Linked DNA regions of Zea mays: region 1 is linked to region 2. Evidence: chromatin contacts called from public Hi-C data. All regions are on one chromosome and are shown on one strand. Each heading gives the region's core, a stretch centred on a gene start, on an enhancer-like site or on the middle of the called end of the contact. The rest is flanking DNA. Distances are from core to core; before and after follow the strand shown.

Evidence for each region. A called contact is a pair of places that touch in the nucleus more often than the background predicts.
Region 1: a contact with region 2 is called in a Hi-C map of endosperm, with 2.3 times the contacts expected there. The contact joins the promoter of LOC103635937 here to the enhancer-like site in region 2. A contact is called at or near these places in 6 of 25 Hi-C or Micro-C datasets (ear, endosperm, leaf and 2 more).

The regions. Positions count from the first base shown.
Region 1 is chr8:135,124,149-135,129,567 of Zm-B73-REFERENCE-NAM-5.0, forward strand. LOC103635937 reads right to left here and starts at 3,259. Exons shown (of 5, transcript XM_008658307.2): 1 at 1,374-3,259; 2 at 531-754; 3 at 239-428; 4 at 1-128. The coding sequence starts at 1,494. It overlaps LOC100281576, which reads right to left. Exons shown (of 1, transcript NM_001154495.2): 1 at 4,512-5,419. The coding sequence ends at 4,757. It also overlaps a transcript of LOC100382372 not described here.
Region 2 is chr8:134,934,802-134,940,037 of Zm-B73-REFERENCE-NAM-5.0, forward strand. It overlaps LOC100279451, which reads left to right. Exons shown (of 5, transcript XM_020542064.3): 5 at 1-2,440. The coding sequence ends at 2,040. Among protein-coding and RNA genes, the nearest start is that of LOC100279451, 8.6 kb to the left of the region's middle. Within about 2 kb of position 2,705, at least 18 of the 20 cell types and tissues checked have an H3K27ac peak or open chromatin away from gene starts, as enhancers often do. A contact at or near this core is called in ear, endosperm, leaf and 2 more, where this site is marked.

The DNA of each region.
Region 1 (5,419 bases), core at 2,009-4,508, 190 kb after region 2:
GGACTTGAGATCCCGGTAAATGACAGGTGGGTTCGCCTTCTCATGGAGGTATTCAAGCCCTTTAGCAGTTCCATGAGCTATCTTCATCCTGAGATACCAACTCAGCGGCACTTGTTCAGGAGTGCTGTCTGCAATGCCAATTCAAATTTGAACATTTAAGTATCTTGCACACCATATTATAAAATTATGTAACACTGACATCTGAATGTGTTAGTGCAGACAAAAGGTTACCACTTACCAAGCAGGTGATCTGCAAGTGAGCCAAGTGCCATGTACTCGTACACCAGAAGCCTTTGATCTCCATCTGCGCAGTAGCCGACCAAATTGACTAGGTTTGGATGGTGCAATAGACTGAGCATAAGGACCTCAACTAGGAACTCTCTGTTGCCTTGATACCCATTCAGGTCTAGTTGCTTGACAGCAACAAGCTGTTCATGGAAATCGAAAACAAGTCAGCCACTGACTACTGTAGATGAATTAGCAAGTGTATGTACCTACAATTTTGGAATGCCTTTCTGTGTGGTGTGTACCTGTCCATTTTCAAGCTTGCCCTTGTATACCCTGCCAAAGCCCCCTTCTCCAAGAAGGCAGTCGGAACGGAAGTTCTTTGTGGCCGTGGCTAGCTCACGGAATGTGAACGCTTTTGCGGTTTTGGCAACGGAACAGCTTCCTTTAGGAGGCTCAATGCTTGCTGCCGTTTCAGATGATGGCTTGTGCTTGTGCTTTGAAGTGACCAGTGATGGCCTGATGGACCCTGCAAAGGTGAGTGGTAACCTGCTTTAGACATAAATTTCTATTTTCTGGCATCTGCTCATTTATTTCTGGTTCTTCCTGTCATCTGTTGAGCAAATTTGAAGGGTTTGTATATGGATATGTTATATCACTGAAAGCCATTTTCATCCATAACAGTTAAGAACTAGACATGAATTGCAGCAGTATGTATAACACCAAAATGCATGGTACACTGGCAGGGAAACAGATAGCGCACAATATAATTGCTACATAGATTTGGTTCAGAGGAATATATGCTTAGTCCAGAGGGAATACAGTGGCACAGGGGGTCTGGTTTCGTCCTCAAACAAAGATACACTGGATGGCCTAAAAGCATCTTCAGGAAACCACGTACCCTGGTGCAGTATATATGTAGATTGTTTAATCACAGGTATCCTGCTGTAAAACTGATGTGCAGAAAGAACAGGACGCATTGGGGGGATTGCAGATTTTGGATCTCTATACTTCTGCACTGTATTTAATCTGTTGCTTAATTGTTTGGTCTGTTCGCCGACATGGCTCCTGGGGTATAATCTTTTTTTTTTTTGTGCTACCAGTTTGAACAGTGCAAAACATGCTAATTCCTGGGAGGAACGTCTTACCAGATTCCCTGGGAGGCGCTTCATTCTGGCTCGGGGCCGTCTTCACAACCGCAACCTCCCTGGATTCAATCCTCCTGGGCGGCATCTTGTTCTCTTTCTTGAAGCATCCAAAGCAACTCATCTTCTCCCAACGGTACGTGTGAAACCTTGGATCCGTGTTCCTTCTCCGCTCTTGCAGTTGGTAAACCTCTCCCCCTCTCAGGCTCTCTCTAGAACGCACAGACCAATCTGCAGACCTCGTCGTGTTGACGATGGGAGCACCGGTGGTGGGTAGAGTCTATATGCCGCATCCTCCTTCCTCCCTCCCTCCCTGTGCTGATGATCTCGCATACAGTCTATCGATCGTTGTTGGTGCTTTGTGCGCGGTAAATGTGATCTCTGTGGGGGGAAATGTGGTCAGACGGGATGAGCATTTGCTTCATGCCTTTGCGCGGAGGAGGATTTGCTGAGCTAAGAATAGACTAGGTGTGGGGTGGGGGTTCCTAAACTTAGAATTTCTTTGCGTCTTCCAGGATCTGTGTCCCAGCTAACCGCTGGATATGATGTCTTCTTGCCTTGGAAAGTCACAACTCTATCTAGTCTAGAGAAAAAGAAAAAAAAAACACCGCTGGATTGTTTCTTTTTGATAGAACACATACTGAGACTGCATGTCTTGCATTGGAACACGTACACGTTGGGTTTTTACTCTTGCAGCCCTTAGAATTTAGGCCGGTGATAAACTGGCTGCCAGTTGAGCTGAGCTTGGTAAGCTCTAGAGCCTCAGACGTTATTGCTCTTGCTCCGATTCTGTCGTTATTTTTAGGTTTTGACCTGAATCATGGTAAAAGAAGAAGAAATTTTAACCGAATTCGATCGGCTCAAGGGACATGTTGTCTTTGTCTGGTCGGAGTACATTGCACGACTTGGTACTCCTTTCTGAATCTCTCTGATCCAGGCCTGCAGGACATGTGAGAGGCTGTGCAGTGGGCTAGTGAGAGACTCAAACAGATAAATATGCCGAGAACTCTCTCGCCGGTGGCCCTGGACCTGAAGCGAAGCGGACCCCATGTCCCCATGCACCCCACCAATCCATGCTCGCGTGCCATTAAGCGCGACCGTGGAGTGAAGCTGCGGGCTGTGGCTTTGCTTGCCCTACCATACCTGCCATGCCATGTCCTTGCATGCTTCATGTTGCCATTGGCGCGTAGCTAGATACGTACATGGCAGGCAGGAGCAGAGCAGGACCGGCGTCCGGGCGGGACTTGGACTGTTCCTGCTGCAATCACACACAGATCAAGCACTAGAGATGTCCCCAACACGGGGAGCAAGGGAAACGAGAGAGATCAGGGACGGGGGGACTCGTCCAGACTCCAGAGACCGTTGCCATCCCTAGCCCACGCCTGACGCCCCACGGCCCGCTCCGATTTCTTATCTTTCTGACTGCAACTACCGTTCGTTGAGAATGAGAAAGGGGTGAAATGAGTGAACACCTTTTCCTTAGACTAGACTCGCATCCCCTGGCCGTAACCATGGCAGTTACCCACTGGAGGCTGGAGCTGTACGTAGAAATCCTTCGCGCCTTTTGCTGAGACACACACACACACACACACAAAAAGGAAGAACAAGAAAGGCACTAGGAGTACTGGGAGCAGCGGTTAAAAGGCAGGGCAGGGCAGGGCACCAGCTAATTTGGGCCCTTCATTGCCCTTTTGGGGTCTGAGCGAGCGTGAGGCTGCAGTGACAGCGACGCTACACCAACAGCTAGCTCCATGGCAGATTCCTCTTGCCCGTCCCCGCCTCAGTTTCTGACGTTGCTGCACCTGCACCACACAGTTCACTCTAGCAGCTTGTTCGCTGCGGCTTGCTGCGGCTGCAATCCGGCTGCGGCTGCGGCTTCTACAGTATTTTTCTCTCTATGGATTGCAGCTGCAGCAGTCCAAACAGCTGCAACAGTGTCGGCTTGTAGCCAGCCGAACACGCCCGGACGATGGAGGAGCCGAGCGTCCGATGAGACGCGATGACTTGTCGCGCTCGCGCCAGGTACGACAAGTGTTCCTACCGTTCGCATTGCAGGCTTGCGGCAGCTCGTACACACGCACTAACTGTGAGTTGAAATAAAATCCAATACGTCTTTGCAATTGGACTCTTTTGTATTATCGCTAGGTACCACTACTTTGTTAACAATATATCATGGTATGTAAACAGATTTTGAAGCCGAAATTTTGAAAGTAGGGTGAAAAAAGAGAGAAAAAAATGTTTGGCTTTAAGTTGAGTACACGACACATGGCACATATGTTCAGGACAAATAAAACAAGAGATCAATACTGTTATATTACATGAAAACATGGGACGACATCACAGATCCATCCAGCCGCCGGCAGGCCCACGGGACAGCGACGTGCTGGGATCGGTCGAGCTCACCTAATGATTTGTGCCTTCGGACGTGGACAACTCGCACGCCAATGTTGCCATGCGTTGCGTGCTCGATCACAGTGGCATCAGTAGGTGAGCGTCGTCACTACCCACTACTACTACTACACTATTCCTAGTGGCCGCCGCCTTTAATTTTTCTTCTGGCAGCACAAGAGGCGTGTGCTCGTGCTCGTGGACGTGGAGTAAGAGTAACGGCGGCGCCGGCCTCTGCCCGTGACTCCCGGACCCGGTTGGTGACATGCACGCATCATCGACGGCCGCCATGGATGTCAAAGCAGTGCAGGCGCTGCCCACTAGCAAGAGACGGGAAGAGGATGCTTTCCTTGGCGTGCGCCACAGCCACCAAGCTCATCTTGTTAAGCTATCCTTTCCCCTCTGCACAGGTGGACAGATAGGTACAGATGATATACAATGGAGTACTCCTAGTATATATGCCAAAGGGGCATAGGTTGATCCTTGTGACGTCACCACAGTTGGAACAGAAAAGAGAAAAGACATCCTTTTTTGTTCTCTCAAAGTCAGAGAGAGAGAGAGAGAGAGAGAGTAAAATCTTCAATCCCAATCCGTGAGAAAGACCGTGGCCTGGAATTATTTCCATGCTCAGAGCTCCGATCAACAAAAGATAGTGGGTGGGGGAGGGGGAAGGCGCCGTTCTGATCCAGCTTCAGTTGATTGGCAGCTCGAGGAGGAGGATTGGCTGATCTGAGATGGTCGAATGAATCATGTGAGATCCGAATTATTATCTAGAGAAATGTACGTAAAATGTAACAAATGGGAGGCTCGATTTGATGAGGACTGAGGAGTCCATTGACTGCTGCTACTAATTCTATGTACTACTCAATGCATACATACATGCTGTTCTTTGGAGGCACCGTCGATGGTGCATTGCTTAGTTGCTTCGATGCATGATTTCAGAAAGTAAAACTCTATCTAAGCTACCCTCCGCCGGACGCCGGCAAGGTTCAGCCAGGTCACCTGGCGTCGCCGGCGGTGCTGCTGAACCCGATGTCGTGGCCGCCCCTCCGCAGCGTGCTGGTGAGCGACGACGAGCTGAGCGAGTCCGAGGACGAGTCCGACAGGGCGAGCCCCAGCATGGCGTTGTAGTCCGACACGCTGTCCTGCAGGCTGAGCAGCAGCTGCTGGTTGTTAGCGCTGCTGAGGCTCATGGACGGCCGGGCCGCCGGCACGAACGGCGGGTCCGCCTCGCCGCCCAGCACCTGCACCACGGCGCGCATCCCGGGCCGCAGCGCCGGCTCCGGGCTGGAGCACGCCAGCCCCAGCAGCAGCACGCGCCTCGCCTCGCCCTCCTCGAACTCCCCGCCCAGCCGCGGGTCCACCGCGTCCAGCAGCCGGGCCTCCCCGTGCAGGCTCCACACCCACTCCACCAGGTTGCCGCCCTCGGCCGTGCCGGCGGCGCCGATCGGCCGCCGCCCGCACGCCACCTCCAGCGCCAGCACGCCGAAGCTGAACACGTCGGTGCACTCGGTGGCGCGGCCCGTCAGGAGGTACTCGGGCGCCAGGTACCCCATGGTGCCCGCCGCCGCCGTCGCGTCGGGGGACTCGCCGTGCTCCGCCTGCCGCGCCAGCCCGAAGTCCCCCAGCCGCGCGCGGTAGGCCTCGTCCAGCATCACGTT
Region 2 (5,236 bases), core at 1,455-3,954:
TCCCAAGAAAATGACAAAACCGTTGAGGAGGAAGACACACTCTCTGATCAAGAGTGTGAAGTTGACCCAGTTGATTGGAATGACGACGAGAAGTCAATTTTCATTGAGGCTATGAATAACTACGGAAAGGATTTTGCTCGGATCTCGTCATGTGTGAAGAGCAAGTCATATGAACAATGCAAAGTGTTCTTTAGTAAGGCTCGGAAATCACTCGGTTTGGATTTGATCCATCAAGGGGCAGCCGATGTTAGTATGCCAGCTAGTGATACCAATGGAGGGAAGAGTGATACTGATGAGGCCTGCGCTGTGGAAATGGATTCAGCTATCTGTAGCACACAGTCATGTTCAAAGATTGCGATGGATGTTTGTCCTACTGAAGGAGCCATTGGAGGGCCTAACTCTGTTATAATCTCTAAGCAGGCAGAAGCATATATATCAAATGGGTGCAATGCTGATGTTAAAATTGAGGAAGATGAGAAGGTAGCTGATAAAAATTGCAGCATTGTTGATGCTAAGAGGTCCAGTGATGCTACTCACGAAGCTGGTCCTATTGACATCAATTGCCCAGGAAGCACAGATAAGCTGCAAGGAACTGATGATGTCGTTGACCTAGTAAACATGCATAGTAATAGTGGCATCAGCTCTTCAGCTAAGCATGCAGTGGCCATTCACTCGGAAATGAGATCCACTTTACATTCTGTAGAGGTCCTTCAAACAGACAAAGGTGAAGGTACTGGTACTGATTTGTCCTGGGTGGAAGAATGTTCACACCATGCTCTGGATAACACACCAATGAAAAATGGAAATTCTGGTGCCCCGGCTTTCTTGGCTTCAGATAGTGGTATCAAGGACAATGTTCGCATCTCAAACATAACTGCTGCTTCCACCGTTAGTCCTGCATTCACTTCAAGTTATCAGCATTCTGTACCTGGAGATATGCCCCTGCCAAAACCAAAGCCACTTGTTACCCCGCTTACCCCAAAGGATTTAATGCCTGTGCAGTTCAGTTCAGTGCTTCCTGACCCCACTGCAATTCGTTTCGAGGGCATAGCCTCAATAACTACGCCCAACTTCGAGGACACTGGCAACAGAGTCAGTGGTGCTCTAGGGGCTAAAGAGATGAGCAAGTACCCAGCTTTTAGAGACCCATCTGGTAATCAGCAAAGCACCTTGTTTTGTAATATTGATGGTTATATGAATCATCGTCTGACAACTGAATTACCATTTTTTTCTGAAAGAACTGCGAGTGGCACTGTGAATACTTCACAGGCGGATCGGTTGACCCAAACAAAATTGCAGAATGGCAGGTCCAGCAGCTTGTGCCTTCAAAACAATTCCGATGGCATTCAATGGCCCAGAGACCACGAAGGAGGACTGGAAGGCTCTTTGAGGCCTTGCTCTCGCAATACAAGCTCCGAGGGTGATGAGCAACAAAAGCGGCCTGGTGATGTCAAGTTGTTTGGACAGATTCTCAGCCATCAGTCAACCCTGCAGAGTTCTGGCTTGTCTTGCAATGGTAACAAGAGCAAGCCTCCCTCACCAAAGATCGACACATCTGTGAGATCCATGAACAATCCAATGGACCGTGTGGTTTGTTCTTCCAGGCCTGGCACCACTCCACATCTGGGTCTGGAGGAAAGATTGGCAAGGTGCTATGGTCATCTGGATGGTAGCACGGCACAGCCCGAGCCACTGCTCGTGATGGCAAAGCGCCAGCGGTCCTTGGCCGGCGTACAGTTTTACTCGGCTAAGAACGGCACGCTTGGTGTGTTACCAGATTACCAACAACCTTCGACGCAGCCACAGCAATCAGATCCCAAGCGTGTGGAAAGGTTGTCTGATCCGCAGAAGAGGAACGTGCTGGAACTCATCTCGGGTTTCCAGCAGCCCGGCAGAGTCGCCCGTTTCGGGGGTGCTGGCATCCTCGTAAGCGGCAACGTCTCGGACCCTGTGGCTGCTGCTCTCAAGGCTCAGTATGGTCCCGGTTCTAAGATTATGGGCAGCGACGTGGATCCTTGGACGGACATAGGAAGCAGGTAGCGCCGTAGCAGCTCTACTGCTTCTGTTGCTCCTTGTACCATATATTTAGTTTTGGTGTAACTTGAATGAAATCATCAGAATATGAGATGTGGGGGGTGGGGAGTGAATGGCTTTCCTGCCCATACTATCTGTAGGCTTTTGGCCAGTAGCAGTCGGGTTTCGCTGTTTACTGGCATTAACATTTTTACTCTTTCTTCTGCAGCTCCATACCCTTTTGGTATAGCTTGACATGCCAGCAGTGGCACAGTGCCGTAGGTTCCCTAGAGGTGAACTAGATGTTTGTCAGCATGGTTTGATTTTGCCAGCCTATGCAGAAAACCTCACTTGGTCTTTGTAATGTGGTAATGCCATGTATCAGTATCCTAGTCTGATGGAGTTTTGGTTGAGACAGTTCTCATTGCCCGCTGGTTCATCTTCTGTTTCTGCTTATAACATTGCAACGTGGTGCGTTTGCTGAGATGGCATCGGCACGTCGTTCTGGACTTGTCGCTTTTGAGTTTTGACTTCGTTGCACGTGAGTTTCTGGCTGGAGGTGGATTTCCTTGGGCGGCGCCTGCGGACCGGGATCGCTTTTCGGTTTCACGAGCTTCTTTTGGCGTCGGCTCGGCTCTTTCCGTAGCGTGTAGGGCTGTGGTGGTCCTTCTCCAGCAGCAGCAGCTACGCCAGCCATGACCTAGATGCCTTGCTCGCTTTGATCTCATCGTGCCAGCTCAAGACGATTCACGGCCGCTGTAGCCTGTTGCGAAGAAAATCCTTCGTCCCTTTTCTATACTATACTTAAAGCACCAGTTTCAACGGTTGTCGTGCGTCATTTTTTTACAAAAATCACCCTCAGTTTTTCTCGGGTTAACCCGCAGTCCCTCATCCCACGCCTCCCTCCTTATCTCAACCGCACGCAAAACCCTAGCCTCTCTCACGCCATACGTCCTCTCTCGCTGATCCCCGCGCACAGCCACCACGCCATCAACCCAGGCTCCCTCGCCCCACACCTGCCGCATTGAGCTAGCCCCGCGGGCCAGTAGCGCGTTGAGCTCCAATAGGTATGGAGATCCTCTTCTCTCCCTGTAATACTCAAATTTGTATACAAAGGAATATGGTGGATTTCCGCATTTTGTGTGCCTTATTTGCATCATAGAAAGAGCACTTATGTAATTGAGAGTGACTAAATAAAATAATGATTCTAAAATAAAAGAAAGTGCATTTGTTGGAGTTTTATTGTTTGTGCATTTAGTAAAATGATAATGTTGATAATAATAACAAAATAATAATTCTAAAGGTTGAATTGAATCCCTAAATTAAACCCTAGGGTTTAAAAAAAATAAGAAAAAGAGAAATGATATAAAAATATATAAAAAATAGATATTCCTAAACTTGGATATTCTTAAACTTATTACTGTTAACTATACAAACATAGTGTAAATGATAAGCCATAAAAGTTTGAATTTAAACTTGGATTCAAATTGGATTTTGAAAATGAAGAAAATAGAAAGAAAAATAAAAAGAAAAAGGATAAAATGCCTTATGGGCCGGCCTCTACTCATTTTGGCCCAGCAGTGCAACCCACCCGCGCGGCCCGGGCACCCTCCTTTCCACCGTGCGCCGACAGGCCGGGCCCGCGGGCAGCCACTCCAGTCGCTGGTGTGTGGGGTCCGTTTGACAGCTGAAACCCGCTCCTTTCCCATTCATTAGTTTTCTGGTATCGCTTACGTGTGGGCCCGGTTGATCGGAATCATCCCTATCCTCTCTAACGAACCCCGCGCGTGATGTTCGGCTGGCCGACTCCGTTCGCCTCAACCGGGCCGCATCTATCGGGGTAGTTCACCGTCCCGCCTCAGCTACAAGAAGCCGAAGACCTGTCGCGCTTACCGAAGACCTAATTCCGCCGTGCCACGAGACCAGACCCTATTGCCACCGTCCGTAAGTAGCAGTAGAGGCCCGCCACCAGTAGCCTACCTCCGTACTCACGCCTCGCCTTCGGTGCACCACCAATTGGAATCGCCAGGGCGCCGTGAAGCTGTTGGTGACCTCATGATGGGTCGGGGATCGTCGGCGCGTGGTGAATTCGTCGTCGGGTGATGCCGCCGCGGACTTTGTCGCGGGCAGCGCTGTCCTCGCCAGACTATCAAGTAAGACCCTGTCCACTGATCTTGCGCTCACCTCCGCCCTGCGTAGGTAGAACCCGTGTTCGGATTTAGGTAGCCAGATCATCGATCCACGGGGAGAGGGTGCGCTGTGAAGGTCTGCGCCGCCGTGATCGGAGCTCAGCGGAGAAGATGATGCGCGGACCTTCGATCTGTGAACGAACGGCTCCGATTTAATCAGGGTTCCTCTTCGCGAGATCAGCCCGGGATCGTTGGATTTCATTTGGACGAACAGGATTAGGTGTGGGGGAAAACAATCGGTCGGCTTGGGATCTGGACCGTCTGTTTGGAAACCGATGGATGGATCCGACCTCGCGTTAAAGTCGTGTAACGGTCGTGGACCGTGGGATTCAAATCCAACGGGCTGGAATAGAGTAGCGGTCTGAGCGCGCAACCAATCTAATCCGGGCCTCTGATTTCCGATCGGACGGCTAGGAATCGTTGATACCCTTTCGCCGAGCCATAATTGCAAAAGAGCCCCCGCAGAATCATAAAACCAACCCGCCGTCCCTAGCGACTGTGCTCTGTGTCTTGGTGTTCTTACGCCCGAGACCCCTGCACTTCTCATATTTTAGCGCCCAGTCCAGAGGATTAGAAAATCAAATAAATAAATTCAGAAATAGATTTTTAATATAAAAACAATTCCTAGAACTTATTTAATCCATAGAAAATTCATTTTTAGTCCAAATCACTCCATTCCAGTTTCTAAAATTTTGTAATAATGTTCTCTATCACTTAGTATCTCTGTTTTGGCATAAAAACAGTAAGAACATTAATTTAACATTTAATCCTATTATAATCACCTTAAATCTTAGGAAATTCATAACTTGAATTCTATAACTCCAAATTCAGTGATTCCAGTTCCTATGATCTCATTTTAATGTGTAGATTTTTACTGTATAGTTTAATTACATGTTTGGTGTGATGTTGATTATGGCCATACTATGCATGTATTGTGTTGATGCGAGTAGACGAGCAAGCCACTGTGGAAACTGAGGTTCAACAAGTTGAAGTAGCTGAGCAGGAGCTCATTGAAGGCAAGTTGTGCCCTTGAC